Linked DNA regions of Mus musculus: region 2 is linked to region 1. The links are chromatin contacts, called in public HiChIP or PLAC-seq maps. All regions are on one chromosome and are shown on one strand. Each heading gives the region's core, a stretch centred on a gene start, on an enhancer-like site or on the middle of the called end of the contact. The rest is flanking DNA. Distances are from core to core; before and after follow the strand shown.

Evidence for each region. HiChIP or PLAC-seq counts read pairs in DNA pulled down with a chosen protein or histone mark.
Region 2: a contact with region 1 is called in an H3K4me3 HiChIP or PLAC-seq map of the 230-238 cell line, with 11 read pairs. The contact joins two enhancer-like sites. A contact is called at or near these places in 12 of 39 promoter capture datasets (the C10 cell line, the HPC-7 cell line, cranial neural crest and 9 more), 1 of 15 datasets of contacts at CTCF or cohesin (large pre-B cells), 15 of 484 Hi-C or Micro-C datasets (the Ba/F3 cell line, DN3 thymocytes, Th1 cells and 7 more), 12 of 115 datasets of contacts at active chromatin or transcription factors (the 230-238 cell line, CD8 T cells, Th17 cells and 7 more) and 1 of 9 other capture datasets (embryonic stem cells).

What each region holds. Positions count from the first base shown.
Region 1 is chr2:128,092,922-128,096,022 of GRCm38.p6, reverse strand. The region is part of intron 16 of Acoxl (acyl-Coenzyme A oxidase-like); the gene reads right to left. Among named protein-coding and RNA genes, the nearest start is that of Bcl2l11, 32 kb to the left of the region's middle. Within about 2 kb of position 1,297, at least 34 of the 459 cell types and tissues checked have an H3K27ac peak or open chromatin away from gene starts, as enhancers often do. A contact at or near this core is called in the 230-238 cell line, where this site is marked.
Region 2 is chr2:128,401,960-128,404,946 of GRCm38.p6, reverse strand. The region is part of intron 1 of Morrbid (myeloid RNA regulator of BCL2L11 induced cell death); the gene reads left to right. Among named protein-coding and RNA genes, the nearest start is that of Gm14010, 19 kb to the left of the region's middle. Within about 2 kb of position 1,601, at least 26 of the 459 cell types and tissues checked have an H3K27ac peak or open chromatin away from gene starts, as enhancers often do. A contact at or near this core is called in the 230-238 cell line, where this site is marked.

The DNA of each region.
Region 1 (3,101 bases), core at 48-2,547:
CCTTCCTTTTCTCCTCCTCTTCCTCCTTTCCTTTTCCTCTTTTCTCATTTTCCTCTTTCTTCTCCTCTTCACCCACTTCCTCCTTGTCCTCTTTCTCCTCTTATTCCTTCTCGTACCCTTTGTCCCCTTCCTCCTTCTCCTCTTCCCCCTCTTCTTCCTCATGCCACTGTGGCAGTATATGGTAGGTTTTCCCAGTTTTTGAGCTAACTTTCTATTTTGTTTTCGGCAACTCTGGGATATGAAGCTTTCTGAGGATGCAGAGAACTCCATATGTGCACTCCATGCCCAGGGTTACAGCTTGTCTGTCTTCCAGTGTCTATTTTTAAGTGACTTCTTACATTTAACAGAAATAATAGCCATGAATACCTCTGAGGTTTTTGTTGTTGTTTTTGTTTGTTTTGTTTCCATAATCTGGGTCTTTTACTTTGAAAGGCAAGCCAGCCTTGTGTAAATAATTGCTCCCAGTCTTAGCATTTAGTGTTTTCAGCTCTGTACAAAGCCCTTCCAGAATGTAATATATTAACCAGACACTGTGGATGGGCCGTTCTGAGCTGCCCTTTCCCACTTGGCTAAGGCCTCAGAATACTAGTTATCTTGATCCCACCCAGTCCTTGACAGTCCAGAAGGAGTAGAAAAGGAAGAAAGGTTTCCTCAAAGTTGGAAAGATTTCAGCAGAAGTCTTTGAGAAAGGACAGCAATTGCTTAGCTGGTGTCTTCATGTGGACTATTTTAGTCTAAACATAATACATTTTTGATGGGTGGTGGTGGTGTACACCTTTAATCCCAACACTCAGGAGACAGAAGTAGGCAGATCTCTGTGTGATCCAGGCCAGGCGAGTTCCAAGACAACCAGAACTATATACAAAGAAACCTTGTCATATGGGAGGTGGAGATTAAAATAAAATATAAATCCACTTCCCTCCCTCCCTCCCTCCCTCCCTCCCTCCCTTCCCTCCTTCTGTTCCTCTCTCTTTTTATTTCTCTTTGCTGCCTGCCTAGATTCTGGCAGAAGAAAGCACGAAACCTAACTAGTCCTTCACCCTTCCCACCACATACTATAACTGACATCCTGTTGGTTTTTTTTTTTTTTCTTTAATGGAAAGTTAAACATAAAACCAACCAAGTTTAAGCAACTAAAATTTAGTAAGGACAAAAGGAAGAGTTCATCAGGTGTAGAGAGCAGAAGTCGTGAACTCTCAAACGATTCCTGTTATTACTCAGGGTGCAGATGTGACTGGTGGTGAGCTGCCTCCTGTGAGTGCTGGAGTTTACCACCTTGTCAGCCACCCAGTGTGACTTTTCCCATAACAGTAGCACCAGTGTCCCTTTAGCTGTCTTCTGGGAAATCTGTGTTCTTCTAGACACAGGACAGCTGTGTGACTGTCTTCTAGGCTGGATCCTCAGTACTGAAAAATGGGCAGTGTCCACCGGGCTCTCTTCCCTCAACATACTGCCCTGTCTCTTAGAGCTAAATGCTGCTCTCAGCTTCCTGTGTGTGATTCCCACCAAACGCCTTTGCTCCAAGTGATTGCCGTTTTCTTGCCCTGTCTTCTAAGTTGCAGCTTAAAAGGAAATCTACTCTGTACATCTGTACATGGAGGAAATGGGGGACAGAGTATGCCAGGAGGCCTAATCGCCACAGGCCCTGTGCCTGGCATGCATGGGTAGGTCCCCAGAGAGCTGAGCCTGCCATGCTTGGAGGAGCAGCTTGCTACATTTTCAAACATGAGGATTTCTGCCACCTAGCTTCTTTTCTGCTTAGCTATTGATTTAGATGTTTAACAATCTAACAAGGGCTGGTTAGATGTACACAACTTTGCAACCGCTTCCATCTGGGTGTGTGTCCCCATGGTGACAAAGGGCATGGGCAGCCTGATGATAGTTATACAGAATGACATTGGCCCCTTTCTCCTAAGCAGAGAGCTTTGTGAGGAGATGGTTGGAGTGTAGAATCCCACAGCAGACAAGACCCTTCTACCTTTCTCCCTGCAGTGCTCAGGCCCCTTCCTCTCCTCCCTTGGCTTCTGGCTTAGAGGCTTCACTCTCAGAACAATTCTAGGACAACTACTCATGGCAGCTTTTGTTAGATTCTCTCCCAGAACACCTCAATACCCACTCAAGAAGATCAGTTTTTCCGGGCCAAGGAAGGAACACTAAATGCTGTCTAAAGACACCTCTGGGTCGGGTGGGGGAAATTTGCAGATTGGAACAGAATACTCAGGGCTCCCTCCGGGGAGGCAGTTGTCAGGGTTGCTGTTGTGCATCAGCTTTCAAGGCACACATCACACATGGGTGCACTTAAACTACGACTCTATACATGAAAAACTCAGAACATACCTTGTCCCGTCAACAACACTGATAAGTGCTGTGGAGCACACAGTCACCTAAGTTTAATTTCCTGTGGAGATACAGACACTTTGCTCCAATGCCACCTCCTCCTCTGAGTCCTCCCTAAACCCATGTTGACTATGGTCGTCTATCCTCCTCGGGGCTTGGTGTATTCCAGGGTGTTTGCATATTTGGGTGCAGTGATGTCACTGATTAGTTACCTTGGTCTATACAAAAGTAGCGGCTGCCTTACTGACATTTGCACACCCAGTGCCTAGCACAGAGTCCGACACATAACAGGCACCCACAGATGCTTTAGAAATGGAATTGTAGCAAATATGCACAACAGCAAGGGAAATAACTCTTCTGCCTGCTAGTCACCGGGCCCAATAGTCCACCATTATTCCTTGACTTTAAAAGTCCTACAAGCTGAAAGGTTAGTTGTCCATACCAGAGATTACTTCCAGAATTAAAATTACACTGGGATGAGATTTGGTGGAGTGCTTTAAGCAGATCTCTGCAGAATTTTGTCACACTTAACTTGTGAGAAGCCCTCCAAGTGTGATGAAGGGGAGTTTTCCAGTGACAAGAAGTGACAAGAAGTGACAAGAAGTGACAAGAAGTGACAAGAAGGAGAGAAAAGCATTTCTTTCTGGGAGTCAAGGTTTGACCCTGATTTTTATATCATCAGTATCGGTTTCCCTTCTGATGTGCATAAGCATTGAGACAAAAGTTTGCAAAGGAGCCAGGCTTCAAACTTTATCAGCCACATA
Region 2 (2,987 bases), core at 352-2,851, 310 kb before region 1:
GTAACACTTATGCTCCATTTAGGGCTAAGCTGTTGACAGTCACTTAATCAGTTATGAGCCTTGGCATAAAGCAGGGGGCCGTTTTTATAGATGTCCTAGATTGTGACATTTATTTGTGATGACCGAAAGAGGTGCTGCGTCTAAGAATATTGTGAACACACTAAGTATGTGCTGTGGCTGATCCAGGGATCCTCAGTGTGCCACGGGAAGTCAGAGAAAGTGACTGTGCCACCCAAAGGTGGTGAGAAGGTGTCCGGTGGGACCTCTGTGAAAGCCAAACTGCACTCCCCAGCTCTTACCAGGCCAGTCTGTCCACACAGGCAGGAGGGGCCTGGCAGCTACAGGCCTCCTTGCACACATCAGGAAAAGGAAACCATTTGAGACTCTAAGGGCTCAGAGTATGGGCAGACTGAGAGCACCTGGTGGTTCTGCTTGCCCTGTGGACCTAATCATGTATGAAGATCGTAAACCATCTCTGAGGGCAAAGTTGCCTGACCTCTGCAAAGCATTGGTTCCAGCATCCTTAACAGAGACAAACCTCACTCCCGTGCATAAGCCCTCTCTTTCTGAGCTGGTCAAGAGTCTCTGTAGGTTTTTGTCTTTTCAAATGTGCCCACCTGACTGGAATTTCTTTGCACTCAGGCTAAGTCAGAGAGAGCCATCTTTCTCTCCTGCAGCTGTGAGTTACACCCAACACTTGAAAATGAAACCGAGTAGTAAGAGGGGCTGAGGAAGAGTGTTCCTGACGGGAACAGAGGTTTGTTATCCAGAAAATGACGTGAGAAGCACTAGGGGAAACCTAGGGCATCTCGTAGCCAGGCACACAAGGTCGTGTGAGCTGACAATCTAATTATTCTGGTCCTAAACTCTCGAAAGAAAAATCCCAAGCCAGCATTTGACACAGTCATGCAGGAAAGCCCGCTTCTGCACCTCCATGCCCTCAATCAAATCTTACAAACACTACTCTGGGCTGCAGATTTTGTTTTTTGTCTGAGTGGATATCACCTCGGATCACTTGCATTAACTGCAGGTGTGTGATGCGGACAAAATGATTGCCCTCCCTACTTTTAGAACGTGCCTTGAATGTGAAGCAAGGAATTGTTTTCCCAAAGCCCACGGGACTGGAGATTTGCAGTGCAGATCTGCAGAGCCTGTGGCTGTCTGTCCACTCTTGGGGGCCCCAGCTCCCCTTGGACTAGTGCCAATAAGCCTCTGAAATGGAGGGTATCCTCTTCCTTCTGCCCCACTCCTTCCCAGCCCAGGCACGTCGTTGACACTCCATTTATGTGAGAAGCTTGGCATTAGCCGCAGGGCTTCACTCTTGACACTTGGACTAATTCTCCACTTTATATTCGTGATTGCCCTTCTGAAAGGAGAATCTGCTGCCAATGGCACCTGGGCATTTGAAAGTAAATATGATGCAAATACTGCCTCCCCGGCACATTCCCTCCTCAACTTTGGGATGAAGAGTGAGGATGAGAAGGAGGAGGTGAGCTGGGGTGCCCGACTCATTTGCATAATGGTGTTTGAGGCTGGGTGAAACTGAAACCATAGCCTGTGTGGGTGGGGCCTTGTTTCTCCTCACAGCTGCCCCCACCCCCCACCCCAGCAGCCAGGCCCCCTCTAGGCTCCTACAGAGGCCTAGGGATGGTGAGGCCCAGGGACTCAGGGCACCAGTGCGAAACCAGATAAAACACCTGGTGCTCCTACTGGCCACAGGCCCGCTGCTGAGCTCTGTGAACAAGCATGGGGGGGGGGGGGTGTCCTTTTTTTCTGATTCAGATTGCAATCTATTGGTGGGGCCCAGCGTGTGGCAGGGTGAGCCTTTGCCAGGAGAGCCAAATCATTTTGATCTTCAGTGGAATGCTCTCCCAGCTGAGTTATTTTTGACACTGTGAGGCAAGGCTTCTCTCCTCCAGTCATTTTTCAGTCAACTGGAGTCTTCCCAATCCCCGTGGCTGAAGCCCACAGATTAAGAGGGGACATCCAGCTCTCCCGTGCGATAAATGGCTTTTCTACCTACTTGGTGTCTGATAAGGTATCTTCACTCAGAAGTAATGTGAAAGTCCGACAGTTTTACAGATCCTGTTACCGTTGCTGAATAACGTCTCCAGGTGGCAAAGTGAGTTCTTGTAATATAAATGAAGCCAGCGTGTTTTTGCTACTGGACTGATTTGCCCTGAGGACAGGGTTTTCCACTATGGAACCCATCCCCCTGATAGGTGTGGAAGAGTGGAAGCCTTTTATATCTATACTTCCTTCGCTCTGTCTTTAGCTTGCTGTGGGTTCATGTCCTTGTTGGTAGAAAGAGGGGATGACCTCTCTACTGGAGTTTTCACGTGTGTGTGGGAGGTCTCAGCTCCTTTTCGAATTCTCTCTGAACATTCTGAAATCCGTTGACTTGTCAGACATTGGGAACACCACGCTGGCTTAGAAGAGCATGGCCTCTTTGATGAAAGCTTTCAGTCCGGAGCCTCTGGTGATGACGTTGGTAACCTTAAACTTGTTCATGGCCACAGTGGAATTCATGTGGGTTTTCCTTAATGGCAAGATAACGGAATAACTACAGAGCGTGTGGCCGTGTGGATGCAGCTGGACTCTGGCTCAGAAGCAAGAGTTGCAGTTTCCTGGGTGCTCCGAAGCTGGCTGGGAAGGTCCCAAGGATGTGGTAGTTCGTAGGCGGCAAAGGCCCCAGGAACTTGCAGCTTAAATCCATTTGTACCTGGGACAAATGTCGTGGTCCTGGTTTCCAGTCTTCCAAGGAGAGATCAGCTTTGGGCTGTCTGCTTTGTATTTGAAGATGTTTTTATTCGAATAATGAGGGGGAAAAAAGGGTGCTAGTTTGCCCAGGCACAGGAGGTTTGGTTTTCTGTTTGTTTGTGGGGTTTTTTGTTTTTCAGTACTGAGGGTGGAGCCTAGGGCCTCGCTAACACTGAGAAGCATGCAACCACTGTGCTATATTCCTGCACACCTGCGGCTCCGCAAAA